Regions from separate parts of the Mus musculus genome. Here region 2 is linked to region 1. The links are chromatin contacts, called in public Hi-C maps. All regions are on one chromosome and are shown on one strand. The core of a region is the stretch at or near the end of the contact, and the rest is flanking DNA. Distances in the headings are between cores, read along the strand shown. Region 1 overlaps Cat (catalase). Region 2 overlaps Abtb2 (ankyrin repeat and BTB (POZ) domain containing 2).

Region 1 (3,580 bases), core at 581-3,080:
CGCCCAATCATTTCAATAAAGGCTGGGGGTGGGGGCTGAGAACGAGTCCTGATATGTGAAATGGACAGAGTAGCCAGACAGCTCTTTGGCTCTAGCCAATAGAGACTGATTTGTTAGAGCTAAGTCTTCTTTGGATTCAATTCAAGGTGCATTAGACACTGTGATGGTTTGTGTATGCTCGGCCCAGGGAGTGGCACTATTAGAAGGTGTGGCCTTCTTGGAGTGGGTGTGTCACTGTGGGTGTGGGCTTTAAGACTCATCCTAGCTGCTGGGAAGCCAGTATTCTGCTAGCAGCCTTCAGATGAAGATATAGAATTCTCAGCTCAGCCTGCACCATGCCTGCCTGGACGCTGTCAGCTCCTGCCTTGGTGATAATGGACTGAACCTCTGAACCTGTAAGCCAGCCCCAATTAAATGTTGTCATATGTAAGACTTGCCTTGGTCATGGTGTCTGTTCACAGCAGTAAAACCCTAAGTAAGACAGACACCTTAAGAAGTGGCCAGTAAGTCCGATGTGATGGCATGCGCCTTTAGTCCCAGAACTTGAGAGAGAGAAGCAAGGAGGGCACATAGGAGTCAAGGCCAGCCTGGTCTATATAGGCCAGCAGAGCTATATAATGAGACTAATGGCACTCGTTAATGAGGTCTGACAAGAAAAACAGCCAAGCTCCCAGGAGGAGCCCAGAAAGCCATTACCTGAGTGACATTGTCTTCATTAGCACTGTTGAAGCGTTTCACATCTACAGCGCACTGGACGCTGTGCTCCAGGGCTGAGCGCTGCTGCTCTGGTGCGCTGAAGCTGTTGGGGTAATAGTTGGGGGCACCACCTTTGAAAAGAAGCAGAGACATCCTTAGAGATGTCATCTTAGTCATCCTTAGTGAGTCATCAATCTGGGAAGGAGAGGCCCACAGCAGTAATCAAACACACATACATCAGGCACCGATGTAAACACATCACATGCTGGGAAATGATTCTCTCTCCTCAGGTCTAACTACAGGCTCGGGGACACTGCCCTGCCCACAGGCACGTGTGGGCTGCCTGAGTAAAGAGATCTCAAATGCCAGTCAACACTTCAGAGGTCCTTGTCTATAACACCGCCTGGTGCTTACCTGCACCAGGAAGTTTCTTCAAAGATGTGACGTAGTTGTCTCTGAGATCAGGCCCAGAGACACCGGGGGATCTGATCGTCTCATTTGGATGTAGGCTCCATCTAATCGTTGACTCAACTGTACAGAGCAACCTAGTTCTATCCCCTCATTCCCTGGCCAAATCTGAAGCTCTGAGATGTTCATAGCTGGTGCATTGTTGGTGGGGCAGGGCTAGAAGCCTGCACTTCTGTCTGTTTCAATGAGGAAACTCGACAAAACTCTTCCTCGCATGCCTTTAAGGCTTTGGAACATCTCTCCTTAGCTTATTCTAATGTTCCCCTCAATTCTATTTTTACTTTCCCCACTTGGAAAAGTTAAAAAATAAATCTGTATTTGTAATATGCTAGCTTTCATTTATCTTAATTTTTTTGGACAAAATACTGGCAGATATAATTATACATCCTTCATGATTCTGAGATTAAAAAAATAAAGCTTTTCTTTTTCTCAGCTTGGCATTTTTTTATTAACTTTTATTTACTGTGCATGTGCAGGTTTACTTATACCACAAAACCCGTACGGACGTCAAAGAGCTGCTTGTGAGAGTCAACTCTCTCCCTCCATCCACCATGTGGGTCCCTGAGAGTGAACTCAGATCTTTGAGCTTGCAGCAGGTTCCCTGAGCCCTCTGAGCTACCTCACTGGCCCCTTGTTGTGGTATATTTACTTTCCACATGGCACGCTGCCGCTTTGGCTGGTATCAGCAGAAACTTGACTATGGGAGCTCACACTGCCCGTACAGAACGCTGCCTAGGCTAAGGAGTGGCTCACAGGAAGCAGCCTGTGACTGGAATGCTTCGTGGCTCTCCGACAGGACAGATTTTCCACTATGGATAATTAGGAGATGCCACCTAACACAGTGACCAAGGCACCAAGGGTGCATGCAGGGCAGAAAAAAAAAAGGCCATATACCATTATGGCGATCGGTTACTCATTTCAGAACGTAGCCTTGGGGTAGCTGTGTCGCTACGGCAAGGAAAGACTTCAACAGCTAACCACCACAATATTTCTTCACTAGGAATTCACCCTTTGAGAGGTTTTTAATTCTATTTTCAAATACATCCTGACCTTTACCCAAGAGTGGGAGTTGTCTTGGAGGCTCTGGCAACTGGAAACAATTAAGCTCTTTCATGAGAATTTCCAGAGCACAGCACAAACGTGCTCTAAAATCAAGCAGAGGACTTCAGCGTCAACCCCAGAGCAACTTTCTCACAAGTGTGCCAGCGGGATGTAAACACGAACTAATTAACTATAAACTAAGCTCAAGAGAAACAGGGACATCTGTCGGTGCCAGGCACAGCTGCAATAACAAAAAGGCCACAAAAGAAGGAAAAAAACATCAAAGTCTCGAAGACCGGAAAGGCAAGATTTAGACACAGGAAGTGTCAACTACGACGACTCAGGCCCATGCCTCCAGAGTCTTAAGGGAGCAGAAATACTAGACCTACTCAGTGGAGTTTGGCAGAAAGCATGCGCAGTCAGTAAACGCCAGGGAGGCCTGGGAGTTAAGGACAGGACAGCAGAGCACAAAAAGCATGTGCAAAGCAACTAAATGTGTAAAAATGGCGCCTGAAGGAGCACTGCAAGAAATACTGAAAGATGCGATTGGCCTGGCCTCTGGGTGTTAGAACTATTACATGGGTGTTTGTCCTCTATATCCCAAGTTGCCTTTAGAGTACACATATTCTTTGTTATTGGAGGTGTACCCTCTAGTATACGATATGTTTGATTTTTGTACAGATAGCTACTGTTTCAAATAGACTTCACTGGTCAAACTTCTTCAGAGACCGACTTCTGCAGCTATTAACTTAAGCACAGGCTCCCAGCATGAAATTAAAAAACCAAGATATTCATTAAACTCGAATATTAAAAGAAGACACATCAACCAAGCACTCTGCTTGGCTATCCAGAACTAAGACCTGAGGCTTTCGGTGCATTGGCATCAAGAAGGTAATTAAGATGGGAAAGCCACGCACTTGACAAATGAACCCTCAAAGCACTCAAATGCAGGAGAATGTCATCTCGGTAGCTTACTTAGGTAAAGTCAACTTGGGCAACAGACATGGAAGAAGAGCACAGCCCTTGAAATTCATTCTCTCTCTCTCTCTCTCTCTCTCTCTCTCTCTCTCTCTCTCTCCCCTCCCCGCCCCCTTCCAAATTCCAGTCAGAGTTGGTGCCCCAGTTTCACCAGAACTACAGGCAGAGGCGTGGACTTTGTGCCTCTGCGTTTCCAAGGTCTCAGAAGGGTAAGAGTGACCTGAGGAACTGTGCATTCTGTAGCTTAGGTTGGACACACTCCACAGCAGCCATTGTGGTAGTAGAGCTTCCACCTAGCCTTTCGCTTCAGACAGATACCAAGGGCAACTGGAGGAGGGAACTCTCTGGGATGTGTATAAAATGGATAGAAACCAGGAGAGACCACGGGCAGCTCAAA
Region 2 (3,580 bases), core at 518-3,017, 180 kb after region 1:
CTGCCAACCCCCTCCCCCTTCTACTTAAAGAAACTTTGGCTAAGAGTAGCAGGTGATGGAAAAAGCAAAGCCTGCCCAGGTGAGTTGTTTATCAATGTGGAGGGAAGGGAGACTCGGCCATTGAGATGAATTAACACAGACCTGAGAACCTAGAACATAAAAGAGTCACATTCATCCACAGAGGACACTTTCTAAGACCCCAGCGGGTACCTCAGAATGCCATGGATACACACACACACACACACACACACACACACACACAGCCTTTTCCATTTTAAGTAAGCACTTATGCACTGTCACTTTAACTTTTACAGTTTGGGTGTGAGAGCAAAACCACACAAATTTCTTTTTCCTTCTTCACAAATTCAGAGTATGTTTTTACAAACGACCTTCAGCTCAGCATGCTTGTTTTCTTTCCTTATTGAGAACTTCCACTTTTCTCCTTAAGGCCCCTTTACTGTTTCCCTCTGCTGTTTTCTCATTGCCAGCATTACTAATCTTGTACTTCAGACCATTACTAAGTAAAATTAGGGTTATTCGAGCACAACCCATCAATGCTGAGACAGTTAACCTGATGACTGAGACATTGCTTAGTGACTAGAGGCCAGGTGGCATTTACAGTGTGAACAAACTGCACAAAGGGGTGGTTTCCATCTGAGGTAGAGTGGGTTAGATTCTTACCATATTACTTAGAATAGGGCACAATTTAAAACTTGTGAATTGTTTTCAGAAATTTCCACTTACTATTTTCAGACTGCAGTTGACTGTGGATATCAAACTGTGAAAAGAGAAACTCAAATGGGGACTAAGATATATTTAAAACCTACTTCATATCCACATTTGCCCTGCCCTATCACACTGATTGCTTTTCTATTTTGTTTTATTTTAGATAGGATCTCACTATGTAGCCCAGGCTGAACTCCAGCTCACAATCCTCCTGCCTCAGGCACTGGGATTATATAGTATACTACCATGCTAAGCTATGCTGTCTTCTGCAATAAAAGAAGAACAATTTTAGGGATTGGGGATGGAGTTTAGTTGGCACAGTGCTCACATTGCATGCACAAAGCCCTGGGTTTAATCTCTAGCATCACATAAAGCTAGGTATTGTGGTGCACACCCTTAATCCCATCACTCAGGGGGTAGAGGCAGGTAGAGCAGAAGGTCAAGTTCATTCTCAACTACACAGTGAGGCCAACTTGGGCTCTATGAGAAGCTGCCTTCCCCAAATTAGTTAAAATTAAAATCAATTTTACTTTATCCACTGATCCTTTCTTAATGAATAGTTAGAACCCAGTTCATGGATATGAAGAATGAGTCTGGCTCTCCTATGAACAATGATACAAACGTGTGCCCCCTCCCACATGTGAGTCTAATCATGTTATAGCTCCCCGTGTCCTCTCTGCCCACCACAAACAGCTCAAGACGTGATTCCTAACCTTCAAGGCACTCACAGCTTCAAAGACACTGCAACATTCTGATGCTACAGCAGACTCGCAAGGCATTTAACATTCAGGCCTCTAACTGGGAGTATCCTCAGCTCTAAATATATCTGGAACCCATTGCCCTGGGCCTGGGGTGCCTCCTGTGTGTGGCCTGGTTAGTCCTTTCATGGCTCTCTGACATGGTCTATTGGTTCCTCTCAGTCCGATTTTCAGGGCTATAGAGGATGTAATAAAAGTGTCAATGACTGGATACAGAGGACAGGGTGCCATCCTCTGGACAGCTGGCTTTAGCAGATGAAAACTACCAGCAAGAGGCAGCAGCAAGTTGCCAGCGCTGACCTGGCAGGCCCTGGTGGAGGCCCTTGAGAAAACAGTATCGCATTATTGTCACCATTAATAATAGCCCTTTATTTGAGCCCTGCTGGGACAATGCTCCAAACAAAGCTGAGAGGAAGAAACAGTCCCTGCTGTGGGGCCATGTAATTTATCAAGGCTAATGGAGGAAGAAAAGTCCAACCAGAAAGCATGGTGGGGGTGGGCTAGGAGTGGGCTTATTGGTTGTTGGAGGTGTAATTGGAAGATGCCCGCAGCTTCACTCTGCATCCCTGTTAGCTTTGCTGTAGGAGGACCCTCCTTTGTCTTGTCTAGACACTGACTCAAGGGCTCTGCTCTGCCAGGCAAATGGAGAAGTAATTCTTGGATCTGGCAGTGCAGTGTGACCTTGGGCACATTCTTTCCCTTGTAAAATTTTCCATCTTTAGAGGAGGTGCCCAGATTATAGACTCTGGGAGTAAAACACAGACAAGAGTGTTGATAATAGAGAACTTTCTGAAATTGTCTTTGTATCCCTTAGAGAACAGAATGTTATTCCTAACCAACAGATGGTCCTAACTAATGCTACCAGTGTATTAAAGAGCCTACTGTGCAAGCCTTGAACCTGCTGCATGTCTGGATAGCAGTTTTTCTTTTTTCTTTTTTCAGCATAATGGGTGCAGTAATCCCTGATTTCACCATTCCATATGTGAGGATGTGAGGACCAGGAGTGTGCTGGTGTTTGAGGGGCTGGAAGGACTCTGTAAAAACCAGCAGCCTTCCCTGCCAAGTAGGAAGTTGTTCTGGCCTCCCAAATGTTGGCAGCCGGGAACTGCAGCTGTGTCACAACAAGTCTTATTTAATTTGAGGGGTGGGACAGACAGCACTGTATGGTGCTTGTTAAAAGCCAGAAGAATGTAGCTTATTCACCAAATCATGAAAATGGCTGTGCCTTGGATGGGGGAAGCCAAAGGAGGATGTGTAGTAGCATTTCCAAAGAGAGAAAATGCAGACAATTACAAATTTATCCCAATACCCATTATCCACAAGTCTACGTGCATCAACTCATCACAGCTGAATTAGCATCGGGTTCTCTTGCAGCCCCTTCCCTCCTGGGCTTGTAATTCATGTGCTCTATATTAATCTACAGAACAGAAATCCAATTACTGTCCTTCTTAATAGTTTTCATTATCACTACCCTAGATCTGCAGAAATAAAAATAAAGTGAGAGTCGGGTGTGGTGGTACAAGCCAGTAATCCTGCGGTAGGAGGTAGAGGCAAGAGGATCCCATGTTCAAGGTTATCCTAAGGTACATAATAAAGTCAGGGCCAGCCCAGGCTACATGAGACTTTGTATCAAATACATAAAGTACATGTTTTATATAATGCAATTATATAAATCCAAAAACTTGGAAGATGCAGGTTTTTATGAGCTAAGTCTTCCAAATGAGAGAGGAATGAAGGCCTTTCCAGGAACCCCAAATAAAGAATATCGTAAAGTGGAGGCATTTATACAGCTCTATCTTCCATACAAACCTGATCTTGGTCCTAACTGTTCCTAGGTTACCTAAAATTGATACATGGACTGTTGAGCAGTTTTTTGTTTTTGTTTGTTTTTTATTTTTAAAATAACTTACACGCTTTGCAGAAAATCTTTTAGGTTACTCAACTTAACTGAGTGATAAAAACAGAAGATGAAAGTGTTTTGCAAAGTCTTATTTAGATAAAAGGACATGCCAACCCACACAGGGTAGGAAAGGCTATTGGAGGAAGGGGAAGATGGGAGGGACTTGATGTAGGAACTGAATCTCAGACCCCCTCCA

What was found. A called contact is a pair of places that touch in the nucleus more often than the background predicts.
Region 2: a Hi-C map of the N1E-115 cell line shows a contact between it and region 1, with 4 times the contacts expected there. The contact joins two enhancer-like sites. A contact is called at or near these places in 3 of 484 Hi-C or Micro-C datasets (the N1E-115 cell line, nephron progenitors and stem cell-derived primordial germ cell-like cells).

Annotation. Positions count from the first base shown.
Region 1 is chr2:103,459,546-103,463,125 of GRCm38.p6, forward strand. It overlaps Cat (catalase), which reads right to left. Exons shown (of 13, transcript NM_009804.2): 10 at 697-827. Among named protein-coding and RNA genes, the nearest start is that of Cat, 24 kb to the right of the region's middle. Within about 2 kb of position 1,831, at least 55 of the 459 cell types and tissues checked have an H3K27ac peak or open chromatin away from gene starts, as enhancers often do. A contact at or near this core is called in the N1E-115 cell line, where this site is marked.
Region 2 is chr2:103,642,009-103,645,588 of GRCm38.p6, forward strand. The region is part of intron 1 of Abtb2 (ankyrin repeat and BTB (POZ) domain containing 2); the gene reads left to right. It overlaps 8030431J09Rik (a long non-coding RNA gene), which reads left to right. Exons shown (of 2, transcript XR_866592.2): 2 at 1-2,773. Among named protein-coding and RNA genes, the nearest start is that of 8030431J09Rik, 72 kb to the left of the region's middle. Within about 2 kb of position 1,768, at least 51 of the 459 cell types and tissues checked have an H3K27ac peak or open chromatin away from gene starts, as enhancers often do. A contact at or near this core is called in the N1E-115 cell line, where this site is marked.